Linked DNA regions of Mus musculus: all the other regions are linked to region 1. Evidence: chromatin contacts called from public Hi-C and promoter capture Hi-C data. All regions are on one chromosome and are shown on one strand. Each heading gives the region's core, a stretch centred on a gene start, on an enhancer-like site or on the middle of the called end of the contact. The rest is flanking DNA. Distances are from core to core; before and after follow the strand shown. Region 1 overlaps Zfand4 (zinc finger, AN1-type domain 4). Region 2 overlaps Ift122 (intraflagellar transport 122). Region 3 overlaps Rassf4 (Ras association (RalGDS/AF-6) domain family member 4).

The links. Hi-C and Micro-C count contacts between places; a contact is called where the count stands out from the background. Capture Hi-C pulls out chosen DNA fragments and counts their contacts.
Region 2: a promoter capture Hi-C map of liver shows a contact between it and region 1. The contact joins two enhancer-like sites. A contact is called at or near these places in 4 of 484 Hi-C or Micro-C datasets (B cells, ECoMG myeloid progenitors and embryonic stem cells), 1 of 115 datasets of contacts at active chromatin or transcription factors (double positive thymocytes) and 2 of 9 other capture datasets (embryonic stem cells and liver).
Region 3: a Hi-C map of liver shows a contact between it and region 1, with 2.2 times the contacts expected there. The contact joins two enhancer-like sites. A contact is called at or near these places in 2 of 484 Hi-C or Micro-C datasets (both in liver), 1 of 115 datasets of contacts at active chromatin or transcription factors (pancreatic cancer cells) and 3 of 9 other capture datasets (adipose tissue, embryonic stem cells and liver).

What each region holds. Positions count from the first base shown.
Region 1 is chr6:116,283,863-116,288,275 of GRCm38.p6, forward strand. Zfand4 (zinc finger, AN1-type domain 4) reads left to right here. Exons shown (of 10, transcript NM_001309446.1): 3 at 878-953; 4 at 1,992-2,059; 5 at 4,120-4,306. Among named protein-coding and RNA genes, the nearest start is that of Zfand4, 22 kb to the left of the region's middle. Within about 2 kb of position 2,614, at least 115 of the 459 cell types and tissues checked have an H3K27ac peak or open chromatin away from gene starts, as enhancers often do. A contact at or near this core is called in liver, where this site is marked.
Region 2 is chr6:115,899,845-115,904,257 of GRCm38.p6, forward strand. Ift122 (intraflagellar transport 122) reads left to right here. Exons shown (of 29, transcript NM_001167763.1): 16 at 3,014-3,067. Among named protein-coding and RNA genes, the nearest start is that of Rho, 30 kb to the right of the region's middle. Within about 2 kb of position 1,892, at least 129 of the 459 cell types and tissues checked have an H3K27ac peak or open chromatin away from gene starts, as enhancers often do. A contact at or near this core is called in liver, where this site is marked.
Region 3 is chr6:116,635,447-116,639,859 of GRCm38.p6, forward strand. Rassf4 (Ras association (RalGDS/AF-6) domain family member 4) reads right to left here. Exons shown (of 11, transcript NM_178045.4): 10 at 3,995-4,092; 11 at 1-2,852. The coding sequence ends at 2,792. Among named protein-coding and RNA genes, the nearest start is that of Mir7043, 8.4 kb to the right of the region's middle. Within about 2 kb of position 2,250, at least 28 of the 459 cell types and tissues checked have an H3K27ac peak or open chromatin away from gene starts, as enhancers often do. A contact at or near this core is called in liver, where this site is marked.

The sequences.
Region 1 (4,413 bases), core at 1,364-3,863:
TAGAGTTAGCCCACACTGGCCTGGAATATCTTATATAGCCCAGGGTAGCCTCAAAGTTACTCTCTTGCTCCCTTAGTCTTCTAATGACTGGGATTATGTGTGTCCCCATGCCCAGAGTTTCTCATAATTCTTTGGTTGGGACCCTAATCTAATCCTCGATTGATGGCATTTATAGATTGAGGCCTTTAATAGACAAATTAGGGTATGCGTGCAGTTCTCATGATAGTATCTTTGCAAGAAGAGACATAAGAGTTCTTTCTCAGTGTTCTCATGGACAAGGCCATGTGAATGTACAGTGGACTGTAACTGCTTACATGCCAAGAAAAGTGGCTTTAGCATGAACTTACTTGGAACCTTGACTCCATGGGCTCTGTCTTGAAAGCCCCAGATACACATTTCTGCTGTTTAAGCCACCCAGACTATAATGCTTTTTTAAAACTAGCATCCTGAGCAGACTTCTTTTAGTTTCTGTCTCATATATTATATAAATGAATACCCAGATATACGACATCATGGCAAAGTAAGTAGTAATCAGAGATTCTCCTAACGTTCTTGGGAATAGACTCTCCTGCAATGGAAGTGAGTATGAAATGCCAAACCATGAGTATTTAAAGAAATCTGGCTGGGCAAAGGGAAGATTTTAAAGGTAAAGGTGATGAAGATCACAAAAGGCATTTTGAAGTTGTTATTCTTGGCCACAGGATAAATAATAGTGGTGCCAGCCATACATCGAAGAAGACAGCTGTTGGGCCAGAGTCCTTGAACTAGACGTGTGTTTAATTCATAAGTATTCTTAGCTCTTTAATGAAAGAGTGGTATATCTCTTTAGAGGTGGTGTTGAGATTTTAAACACTCTTTATTATCACCTTTCCTTAAGGTATTCCCATCTGTCAGCAGCACTTAATTTGGAATAACATGGAACTTGAAGATGATTATTGCTTGAATGATTACAAGTGAGTGTAACTACACAGTAGCAGCTTTGTAGTACTCCGTATCAGGACTGCACAGGACTGTTTTCTTTAGAGGTACTCAGTGTCACGACGCCACATGGCTGACTTCTTCATGCCTCTGCAGAACAGCTCTCTGATCCCAGGTGTCATTGTGAATTCTCACTTCTAGCTGTATTGCCTCAGTACCATCTTTGTTCCTGATCTATGTTCTCTGATATTCGTAGTTCACCTTTTAGGTTTATACCACACTGTTGGCCCTGCCTCCTCGCTTGACTGTATTCACTTCTCGTCTTCTTTGCTTTTTTCTTTGACTGTTGACCCACTCTCACCTGGCCCAGTTTCTTTTCTTTCCGTTTCACAAGTTTTGGGCATGGGAGAGTTGCTGGCCACTGAGACTTTATTCATTAGGACCCATTTCTCTCTTTATAAAGTGACACTGTGTATACTAGAGGTTCCAAATGTGCTTTCTGACTTTTGACCTTTCTCTTTCCTGTCATGTAATTTATTACTCTCAAGACAAAGGAATTAGGAGGTGAGAGGTGTCATTAAACTGGAAAAGCACTAGGACTTGGGAGAGTTGCTGGATTTTCTGTGTTATTTTTATTTTGCTGAATGCATTTTCTGTTTCCTGGTTCTTTGGGTTTAGATTAAGCTTTTTCTCTCTCTTGGTCCTCCTTTTTGTATTTTTGAGACAGAGTTTCTATGTGTAGCTCTAGCTGCCCTGGAACTTGCTCTGTAGACCAGGCTGGCCTTGAACTCAGAGATCTACCTGCCTCTGCCTCTGGAGCCTGGGATCAAAGGCATGTGCCACCATCTCCTGACTGGGCCCCACTCTTTACAAAGCTTATGAGAATTTATAAATTTTCTGTAATTCATTTGGGTAAATATAATAGTATCTTCCATTTACTCATATTGCTGTATCTTTTTTCATATTTTAGGGAATATATAATAGCAGTAATAAACTAGTACATAATTAGTGGTTCACTTGACACTGAATGTTATTTGATGATTGTAGTTTATTTTTGTGCTAATTATTCACAGCATTTCAGAAGGTTGTACCTTGAAGCTGGTATTGGCTATGCGTGGTGGACCGATAAGTACTAGAAAAGGTAGGCATACATTAAAGCAATCCAATGATCACTCTTAAGTAACTTGGTACTATTCTTCAGGGATTAGTGGCTAAGCGTTCAAACATAAGAGCTCATAGGGGCTGTTCCTATGGAAGCCACCACAAGATTTCAATCCAACTCACTGGCATGCTCACTGGACCCAAGTCAGCTTTGTCATCTGCACTCCACCACATAGAGCCATGCTCACAACAGTCCTACTTTGTGACCCTCGTTTTTAGAAGGTTTTCAGAGTGTTTTGATCCTCCACAAACTAGAAAACTGGAGGTTGAGTACAGATTCCATTGCTGGCTTATTCCCACATGTCAGATTATATCCCCATACTTCATAATTTTGGTTAAGATTGGATTATTAAAATGTTAAGGCTTTGCCTCAAAATATCAAGTAAAACAGCACAAGAAAAAAAACCTTCCCTTTCTAAAATTATATTCTAAACTATATTGCTTTTAGATGACAAACTCCCAGTGAGTGTTCAGTTATACAGAGTTGTGCACACACAGACAACCTCAGCACCCACCTCCTGGCGTACGGCACCCTGTGCTGGTTTAGGAATGGCTTCAGTGGCCGAGGTAATAATTACCTCTTAGTGATGTAATATGGGAACTGGGACCTTACATTTTGAAAATGGTTCTGGATACTGTGCCATTTGCCTGTCATCTCGGCCATATCTGAGGTAGGAGGATTGAAAGTTACAAATAAGCTTGGGCCACATAGGTGTCTCAGAGAAGGCAGAAAGCTCTATGGATAATATCATTTTAAGGTTTATACATTTTTTCTGAATGTGAAAGAACAAATCAAAATGTTATGTTTCAAAATTAGTGATGTTAATTTCACACTATGGCATCTTTGATACTTTGACCTTATTGCTTTCAGAGTTTATTATTTTTCTATTAGTGTTTCTCTTTATTTCACTTTTCTTTCTGGTGCTGGTAGGTGAACCTTGAGCCTGTGCACATCAGGGGAGTGTACTCTGCAGCTCATTGGCATCCACTGTTGGGGCCACCACTTAGGGCACTGCGCACAGTGTTCCAGCTTTGTTAATGAGTAATGAAAGTCAGACAGCTTGGAAACTTGAGGACAACTGGCTATCACTGGGCTACCAGTTGTGAAGAGTGTCATGACTCCAGTAGGTCTGTGTGAGTCTCCTATGCTCTGATTGGACACACACACCCTGACTAAGACGCTGAGTCATGAGAGGAGCCTTTCAGGAAACACCTGCTGCTCCTTGATGCAGTACAGTTTAGCACACCAGTGGCCTTCCTTATGCTTTCTTGTGGCCTTTAACTGCTTCAAGGAACAGCTGTAGAAAGAATCCATTCTTAAAGCGGAAAGAGAGTTCCTTTGCTGTTGTTGCTTTATGTTGTTGTTTTCTTTTGCTGGTAAAGACTAAACCCAGGACCTTGGGCATGCTGGATACTCACTCTCCTAATGAGTCTTGTCTCTAACTCTCTCTTGCCTCTAATTGCTTGAATGTATCTCCCAATTGTGTATGTGTGTGTGTGAGTGTGCTATGTGGCGTGTATTCTGTCTTTCTCTTGATTATTTTATAATCTAAAGTAAGTGGGATTTATAATACATTTAAGTGATTGATCGTTTGAACCAGTATTTAAAAGCAGAGAAGGCTGAAGGGATTTAGCTAAAATAACAATAGATAAATCTATCAATTGTCTTTGTACAGGAATATAAGTGACCTCATGTTTTTATTTAAGCATGTTTTTAGGCATGCAGCATAAAAATGCATTTTTTTGTTTCATATTAATACAAAGCAAGCCATGAATTTGAGCAGATTTAGGAGAGACACAGTAAGGATTGGAGGGAAGGGGGAAGGAGGGGAAATATGAAAATGCAGTACTCATTAAGTTCTTTAAAAACTAATAAGGGATGCTATATAAAATATAAAACGTCAGGAGCCTGTTTGGAGTGTATCGTCTTATCACATGCACAGTGTGTCTGCATGCATTCAGCATCTATATCCTGTTGCTGTAGCAAGATGCAGAAATGTGCTGAGTTGAAAGCCTGTTGATGAATCTTTCTATTTGTAGTTCCTGTGGAAGACCCACTCAGGGAGCTTGCTGAGTACATGGATTCCAGTCGAGATGAGGTCTGGGAAAAGACCTCCTGCAACAAACAAGTTACGTTTTTGGTATACCGGGAAGGAGATCAGCTGAATTTCTTCCGTGTGGTAGATAGAGGGGATGGCACTTTAACCCCACTGTCTGAGTCTTTAAGGTAAATAGGCTTCATTTGCGTGCTTCACTTAGAAAAGGAGAATACATAACACACTTCAGAAGCCTGTGTGTGCTCCTTGGGTTGTTGAAGTAGCTGTAGTGTGTTTA
Region 2 (4,413 bases), core at 642-3,141, 380 kb before region 1:
TGCCAGTAAAACATCTGGTTGATTCTGGCTGCCAGTCTTGGTAGTAATCATTTATGTAAAGAACCTAGATAAAGCCTGCTCATGGCAGCCATTTATTAATGAGGTAGCTCAGGCTGGCTTAAGCGCCAGCCATTTATCACACCACCATTGTTCTTAGCACTGGCTTAGTGCAGAGGAGATGGTCAGGCTCTCTGATTCCCACAGCAGTGTGGCAGTGTCCCCATACCCTCTTGACATGATTCACAGTGCTACTTTTAGTTTAGCCAAAAAAAGCTAAGGAAATGGTCAAAAATATTTAACCTTTCCTAGACTTATGAGTGCCCATCTGATAGATCAAGGGAGAAGAGTGAATGGCTTCCAGCCTCTCCTGTCCTCTTTCCCTGCTTTCTCTCCCATAGCCAAGTGGAGAGTCTCCTCTTGCCCAGGCTACTGATACTGAAGTACCTGCAGACATATGTGGTACCTGCCTCTTGTTAACAACAGAGCACACTTCAGAGCTGGGCTTTTTCCCAGCCTGTTCTCTCAGCCTGACTTCTCTATCCCTGCTTCTAAAATGCATAGCACTCTTCCTCTATTCTGTACTCACCTTGAGGCCTCCCCAGGCCTGGTAAAGGAGTTTGGAATAGCTGTGCAAATGCCAACCATATCACACAGAGTTGGAGGTGTCGCTGCTCAGTGGTAGAGCACTGGCTAGCATGCACAAGGCCCTGTCTCAATACACAGTGCATGAAGAAAAGTCAAGCTACCCAATAATTACCTACATATTTTTAGATCAGATAAGCATTGGGAAGTATTAGACTAGGGCTTTAGGAATTCAGGAGGGGGGAAGTTCCTTCTCCTGCCCCACCTAGAAATGCAAGCCTGTAAAGAATACCAATAGGTTTTCAGGGTGTCTTCGGGCTATAGCTAGAAATAAAGTTATATTCTCTAGTCAGTTACCCTTCACATCTAGAGCCTAAGAGCCAGCTCGTATTATTACTGCCCTGCTATAGAGCATGCGGCCAGATAAAGGGAACTGGAGCTGGGATATATCCTTCTCTTCATTTCATACCCCACCTCGCATCCCAGAACACTCAAGAATAGACACGAGCATATCAGATCGCTGGGTTCTTTGTTAAAATGGTATTTCTTTAGTCATTTTACTTGACAAATGAAAATTGTGTGTATATTTCTTGTGGGTAGCATGATATTTTGAAAAGTCGTAGAGCTTTGAGCATAGACTTTGACTGATGTTTTGTTTTAATCCTGAATCCTTGGCTTTTCTCTCCCCTGGGTGTCAGTCGGTTTTTCAGGACTCAGACTTGTGGAAGGAGGGGCCTGGCCTAGAAGGGTGCTCCCACTAGATGGCACAGGAGAGCTGCTTAGCTGCCAGCTCATCTGTTCCCTGCTCCCCACTTCCCTCTGTGGAAGTTACTCACAGTCTTGTGACTGACCACTCCGAATAGCACCCTGACTCTGCGGTATATCAAGGCTGAAGGATGCTAGTGACAGACTTATCAAATTCAGAAATCCAGTGCTCAGAACCAGACAGGCCCTTGAAGAGGTGTCACTTGCTTGCCTGACCACAAAGAAGGCTGCTGGATCCCATCCATAGGAAGGAAATAGCTCAAGGTCCTGTTGGGCTGAGACCAGAGTCTTTTTTTCCTACTCTGCCCATTACCAGGGACCTGCATCCATACATGGTTTAAAAAACACAAATCAGAAGGGCAGATTTTACTTTTGTCCACACTGCCTGACTGACCAGTTCCTCGCGGATACTGGGTACTGTGCAATGTGCTCGTCACCCCAGCTCTTCAGCAGAAATTCAAGGCCAGCCTAGGTAACATAGTCAGTCCCTGTTTCAGAAAGAAAGCCACTTGCCAGGCCTCTCCTGGGCAGTGCTTGCCTAATCCTGCCGTCTGCCACTGCTCATGCTCAGACAGGAAGAGTCGTCCCTAGGGAATCTGCCTCGTACTTGTGCGGTTGGCTCAGGGAGATTTAGCTCTCTGTTTAATTGGCCAAACTTCCCATTTCCAATGTGAACCCATGAACTAGGGAAGGGGACAGAGGCCAAGTGAAATTCCTGTGTCCCCGGCCTTTGAATAGATCCTGGCCCTGTAGAGTAGAAAGATGAAATCACCCTGTGGCCATCTGTGAGGCAGCCGGAAACGGGATGACATGATCATTTTCCCCCATTCTTCTAGCATAGAGGGTGCCTAGCAGTGGCCAAGGGCAGTTGTGCATCCTAAACCATGATGGCTCAGAAGCTGCTGCTCTGGGCATGTGTCAGTCCATTCCACATGGACAACACAGAAAGCACAGCTGGGTATAGATGTTGCCATCAGAGCACACAGAGGTTCAGTTCCCTTAAGTCTCTCATGGTACCCGAGAGCAGCAAAAAGCATTTCACTGGCACCAGTCTGCCGGACCCTCACAACCTTCTAGAAATCCATACATCAGAAGTTTGTACCCCTACTGGAGTGCAAGCAGGGGATGCGCATTCAGGATTAACATGCAAGTCTACTTTCTAGAGACCAGGAGATTATCCCCTACCGTCCTCTTTCAGAACTGCTCTTTCCCGAGCCTTTTCCTCCTCTCCCTGTGTGCCCTGTGAGTGAGCAGAGCTGTCTACTGCTTCCCATCCAAATCACAGGGAGAAGCGTGCAGGCTCTTGTCTCTGTGTCTTGCCTGCTCTGCAGATGCCATTGACTGGAATCAGCACGGCTTGCCTTTCCCTTATGAGCAGTATCTGGCAAGGGGTTCCACTGTAGACTGTAGGATCATAGTTCTGTTTTACTTAATCCCAAAATGATTGATGCTCCCAGGACTTCTTTACAGTTCTTTGTAAGGACTAATCCTTGAGATGAAGGCAGGATGAGCCTCTCTGGGTGGCACACCTCCCAAGCACACAATGATGACTCGAGCTTCCCTCCTCTGCTTGCTGGCTCTCTTTCTAGAGCTTGGTGTATCCCACCCCCATCAGCCTGTGGAGAACAAGAAGGCAGCTGACTCTATTCTTATTCCTTTCCCATAGGCCTTCACCAGAGTCCAGGACCTTCGATACCTAGAACTGATCAGCAGTATTGAGGTAACTGATGAAAGCATTTTCTGTCACAGGATGCAATGGCCTGTAATACTGAGGACACGAGGACAAAGGCCCTGTAGTCTGTTCTGGGGATAGAGTGGCCCAAGAGGCAACACCCGATTAACCACTTGGTAGTTGAATAAGGCGGAAGGTTTGGGTCTCTCTAAGCTCTGGTTCCTTGTCCTAAGATGGGATCTATACGCTAGGCAACAGTGATACTCACCTTTCATTCAAGCACTCAGGAGGCAGAGGCAGGTGGATCTCTGAGTTCAAGGCCAGCCTGGTCTACAGAGTGAGTTCCAGGACAGCCAGGCTACACAGAGAAACCTTGTCTCAAAAATCCAAGATGGGGGTCTATCCTGTGGTACTGCTGTAAGACAGTCAGACTCTTAGAACCTGGTATACCCCTCTGGAATGAGTAGCTGTTGCCATCCTCCTGACAGTGAATAAAGCATTTCCCAAATGTTCCCAGCATGGCCTACTAAGGCATCCTCCTGCCCAGAAGGCCTGCGGTAGGCTAAAGAATCTGGTCTGACTGCACCATTTATGGGTGATGGAAGACACTATTTTTAATTTCTGTGTATCTCGGTGCTGTCTGACTGTCTGTAAAAAAGGCATACATATTTCTTTCTCTTGAACAGATTTATTGTGAGGCTAAGGGAATGTGAGACACATTGGAGCTCCCAGATGGAAGCAGTGAAGAAATTGCAAATGTCTTGCCCCTCTAACTCAGTTTAGCAGAGTAAACGCTTATCGTGGGCCTCAGCCCTGTGTGGGGTGGGGGAGGAGAGGGGGTAGCAAGCGGAGCTGAGCTAGGGCAGACTACAATATGGTAGCTATTGTTCATTGAGTCTGTTCATGTGCAACCAAAGTATGAGCGACACATACAAGGTCCTTAGTGTGGTGAGCCAGGTGGTGGTGTCAGCCCTGTCCAGTGGGGGAGAGAGGAGAGGCAGGAGAGGATAGGCTGCATCTTCATGTTCAAAACCCCAGGGGAACTCAGACGCTTCCCTTGCTCTCCCTAAGCTTTGGCACGTTTGCCCTGTGAGCCCTCCCTGTCCCTTCTCCCCACACAGGTGGGCAAGGGCTGCTTGGCTGTCATTGCCTCATGCTGCTGGCTCTCAGGGACGATGCTCACCAGGGCTTGGTGTTAGCCATTGAGGTCTTCATCCAGATTTACAGAACATCACTTTTCCCTGCACAGAAGTAACTGGCCAGAGAGGACACTGACTTCCCATTTGTATGTCTTAGTTCAAAAGGTCCACTTTTGCTTATGATCTGTGAGCTGAGAATTGTGCTTAAGGAACTGTCTCTGAGGACAAGCAGAGAACACTCAATTGATCTCTTAT
Region 3 (4,413 bases), core at 1,000-3,499, 350 kb after region 1:
TGATGAGGGTCAGAGGGCCTGAGGACCTGGTAGTCAGAGTACTCCTGATAAGGACATTCCATGGCCTGTCACTCTGCAGCTGTGTTCACACAGTGCAGCTGGCATAATTCCAGTTCCTACCAGATCACCTGAGTAGAGTAAATAAGCCCTCTCTCCTTGCCCTGTGACCAAGAAGCCAGATGTATTCTGGGTGAAAGACTTTGTTTTGTCACTGAGAAAGTCTAAAGGTTATTATTGCTTTAGAAAAACAAGTCTTTCCCCTACTCCTGTTTCCGATCCGTTCTGGTCATTTGATCTGGACAAACAACCCTGTTTATCCTGAGCTCGGGACTTTTGCAATCTTGTAATCACACTGATTTCGACCTGTGCTGTTTACTATGTGAAGCTCTGAGGACAGATCTATTTTGGAAGACAGTCCTTTCTAACCGGGATCTTCACTTTATCTATAGATACCTTTATCATCTGAGAAGTGGAGAACACACCAGAAGGCTGTGACCTCCATCGCAGGTGATAGCCCAAGCGCACTGTGAAGCCACAGCCTCCATAGTCTCAAGTTCTGGGGTTGTTATGCCCTGCAAAGGTTGGTTCTCCAGTTGTCCTCTAAGAGCAGATGTGGCAGGTCAGTCTAACATTTGTGAACACTTCAGAGGAACACAGCAGAGAGCACTGCTCTGTGCAACTTGCTAGAGTTTTTCCAAACTCTAGTCATTCAGAAATTAGTTTTGATAATAGTTTGAAAGTAAAACTTATTTTAAAAAGCCTTAAGTAATATTTGGACAGCTGTGAAACACCACCAAGTTGGTGGCCACTTCCAGGGTTTCCTGTGTCAGTGGTTCCCCCAGCACTGAGTGAGTTCCTGGGTCAGGGACGGAAGCTGTCTCGTGGCTTACAGTACCATTCAGTACCATTCACTCTTAGCTGTCTACTCAATATCAGGCGCATAACTGTCTCCAAGTCTGCTCCTCCAGAAGAGGAATTACCAAGGCTCTGTCTTTGTTCCTCCAGGGTCTAGCACAGGCCTGGCATAAAACAGTCAAGTCAGTTAATTACCTCTGAGCACCGGACAGGCAGATGTCTTGAGGCTAAAAATCCAGTTCAGGTTTTCAATTTCAGAGTCTTTGGCTAGAAGATTCCTTTGCACTTCTGATGCTAAAATTCTGCAATTTAGGATGACTTTATTGCTCAGGCCATCCACAGGCCACCACCAGTGAGTCCTTTCTTGTGTTCTAAAGCAGGGCAGCCTTGCCTCAGGCGTCACACCAATTCTCAGACCGTGCACGAGGTGAAGAAGTCCTGTCAATGTGGACAGGTTCCAACAGGTGGGTGGTTCCTCTGTCAGCTGCAGCTCTTAATAGCGTGGTACAACAGCTTCGGGGATTAGAAAAACAGATCAAGGCAATAAGCACAACAAGAAGAAGCACAAGAAAGGTTGGTCCTGCAGTTTCTGCTCAACACAACAGGCGTTTGTTAAGCACCGAAGAAAGTACAGTGCCAAAGAGGGGAGGAGGCAAGAGACCTCTCTTGGCAGCTGAGCATCTCTGTGAAACAGAGCTGGGTCTGGAAAATCTAGAGGCGACATCTACCCTGCCTTGTGGCTTCCCCCTGCACAGCTGTTCTCACACTCTGCTCTTCAGGGCTCCATGAGTGGCTTCTACATGCACTGCCTTGAAGATGGAACTCTGTCTTCGAAGGCCTTCATCATACTTCTCTTTAAATCCACTGTCCACAGACCTCAGGAGAAGAAGCTGGCCTTTAGTTTGCTGTTAGACAATCATTCCCAAAACTGATATAAACCACTGCATAGTTTTCTCATTCATTCCAGAGGTTTCAATCAGCCAGCAAACAAGTGGTTCTGTATCTGTATCTAAGGGATTAGAAGCCTTTTGTCCTCAAATAGACGTTTTTCCATGTTTTGCAGAGCTTTGGTAGGAAGTATTGAGAGCTGTCCCTATCCACTAGAGAGAAACAAGCTCTGTCTCAAGGAAAGCAGGAGACATATATAGACATCCACAAGATGGAGTGAAGGGGACTGACCCTTCTGGATCCACTGTCAGCTACATGAATCAACTTCCGAAACATAATTCAATGGACATATTTCTTGAAGACAACTCCTTTCAAGGATTTCTTTGAATCACACTCACAAGTTAAGGGTGATTTGTGCCAAGAGCTGAGGAGATCTTGGTAGTCCTAGTCCCGATCTAACCTCTAGGCCAGGAATGTTGGCTGGGAAAGGAGGCTCGGAAGCCAGGATATCATGGTGAAGCAATAGTTAGAAGCAGGCCATATCTCACGACTGTTGGCAGCTCCTGCTCCAGAATGGTTCCTGAGAGGCAATGAGAAGCAAGGGAAGACAGAGTTTCTGTTCGCATGGGTGATAAGGGCAGGGACTTGTGGCCATGCAGAGGCTCAGGGACAGGCACTGGGCAAGCAGATGAAACCCATTCTCCAGGGATAGGTGCTATACAGCTCTCTCAAGCTGGAAATACACAGGAACAAGGCTGGCCATACTAATCAACCATACAATGTGGCTGGTACCACAGTTCCAAGGCTCTTTATTACCACGTAGGCCAGCTTTGCGCATAGATCCTAGCCAGCAAGTTCCTGGGTGTGCCTGTGCATGCTCACCGTGGTACCAAGACTAGAGATGCAGGATGCTATGTCGTCCGTGGAGAGGTGGAATGAGCATGGGTACTGGGCAGCAACCATTGGTCAGCGATCAGTTAGAGCTGGGTCCCTGGGACTCCATGCACACTTGCTACTGCAGGCATCACAAAAGGCAAGCTCTGGCTAGTTACTTGGCCTCCACCAGCTGTTCCAGACGCTGCAGCATTGTTAGACGCAAGGCTTGGAACCTGGAGAGAGACAAAGCTAAGGGGTTTTCCTAAGGCTAGAGGGCCAGGGAGGTGAGAGCAGAGAGTGGGGGTGATGGGAGCAGGGAGACCACTGCTCCTAGCTGGTCGACTAGCAGTCACTTCTGTCCTTCAGCAAGGAGGCTCCAGGGCAGCGGACTGTGCAGAACTTCAAAGAAAAGTGCTGGCAATTCTATTCCAGACTCTCTAGTAGGGACAGGGATGTGCTGGGATGCAGCTCAGGGCTATAGATCAGTTTGTAAGAAGACAATGCCTGAGCCAGGGCTGTGCAATTAACCTGAGCTACGTCCTTAGCCTGGGTTTTGAACTGTTCTTCCCAAACTGAATCCACTGGCCAGGTGATTCCCAGGCCTCTACTGTCTTTAAAATCCTATAGTGACATCACTGATGGGTACGATGCTCTAGAGTCCCCACTGCATCTGAGGTCTAGTTGCACAGAAGGAAGCCTGTGGGTGGATATGGCTTTCTAGGGATCATTAGTGTGAAGCCAAAATCCAAACCAGCCCCGGCTCCTGGTCTCTCATATTGGAGAGAGCATCTTGACTTCCCCGCCCAGCCCTCCTAAATGTTCCTCACACATCCTGCCCCATGCCACACATCTCTGAATCACAAACAGATCACTGGGACCCAAAGCATCATTAATGTCACATAGCCTGTCCTGATGCTGGTGACCTTTGCTCCCCCAAACAGCAGCCAGAGCTTGAGTGTTAACAATCACTGCTTCCCACTGGGCTCAAACTTCCTGCCTGTAGGACAGCCTTGGACTAGGCTGAGGTTCTATCCAGCAGACTCTGTGCTTGCTTTATCGGAGCTTGGTCATTAGCAGAACCAGAAAGCCAACCCAGGGCTCACCAGGCTCCTGCCCTTTGTCTTATGCTCCAAATTCCTCAGAGAAGAGGCCCGGCCTGGATAGGTGTATGCTTTAATTCAGGAGGCTAACACCCCAGCTTGCTATCGGTACTAATCAGTGGGGTAGGAGAGTACTACTGGGGACCGAGGTCAGCAGGCCTTCCCACTGTACTTGGTGTCTCCAGAAGGGAGAAGCCTGCCTGCTTGGACAGAGGTACGCCCTGCAGATGTTCTCTAGTGGCCAAAACCGTGTCCGGCCAGCGGGTAATGCTTACTTCATGGTCAGTTTGATTATTTCTCTTTCTTCCTCTTCTTTTAATTTTTCAACAAAACTGTCCAGCACCGGCATTTCGAACTTAATGTACTGGGCAACCTAGAAAATCCAAGACCATTAACATGTGCATTAGATGAGGGCTTGAGATGTGCTTTCCCTAGTGGCCAAAGCCAAAGTCCTGTACCCACAGGACACAGGAGCCGCCTCTCTTCCCAGCCCTACTGCTGCCATTGCTCAGTTCTGTGTGCTGGGAGAGGAGGGACTACTCTTATCTCAAAGGCAACCTTCATCCACTGGAGGAAATGCCACTGAGATAAATATTGGGAAAAGCATTCAAGTCTGTGTCATTGTCACACCCGAGTGCTCTTGGCATGGGTGGGGAGTGGGAATACCATTGTGCTCAACAATGAAAAGAAGCTG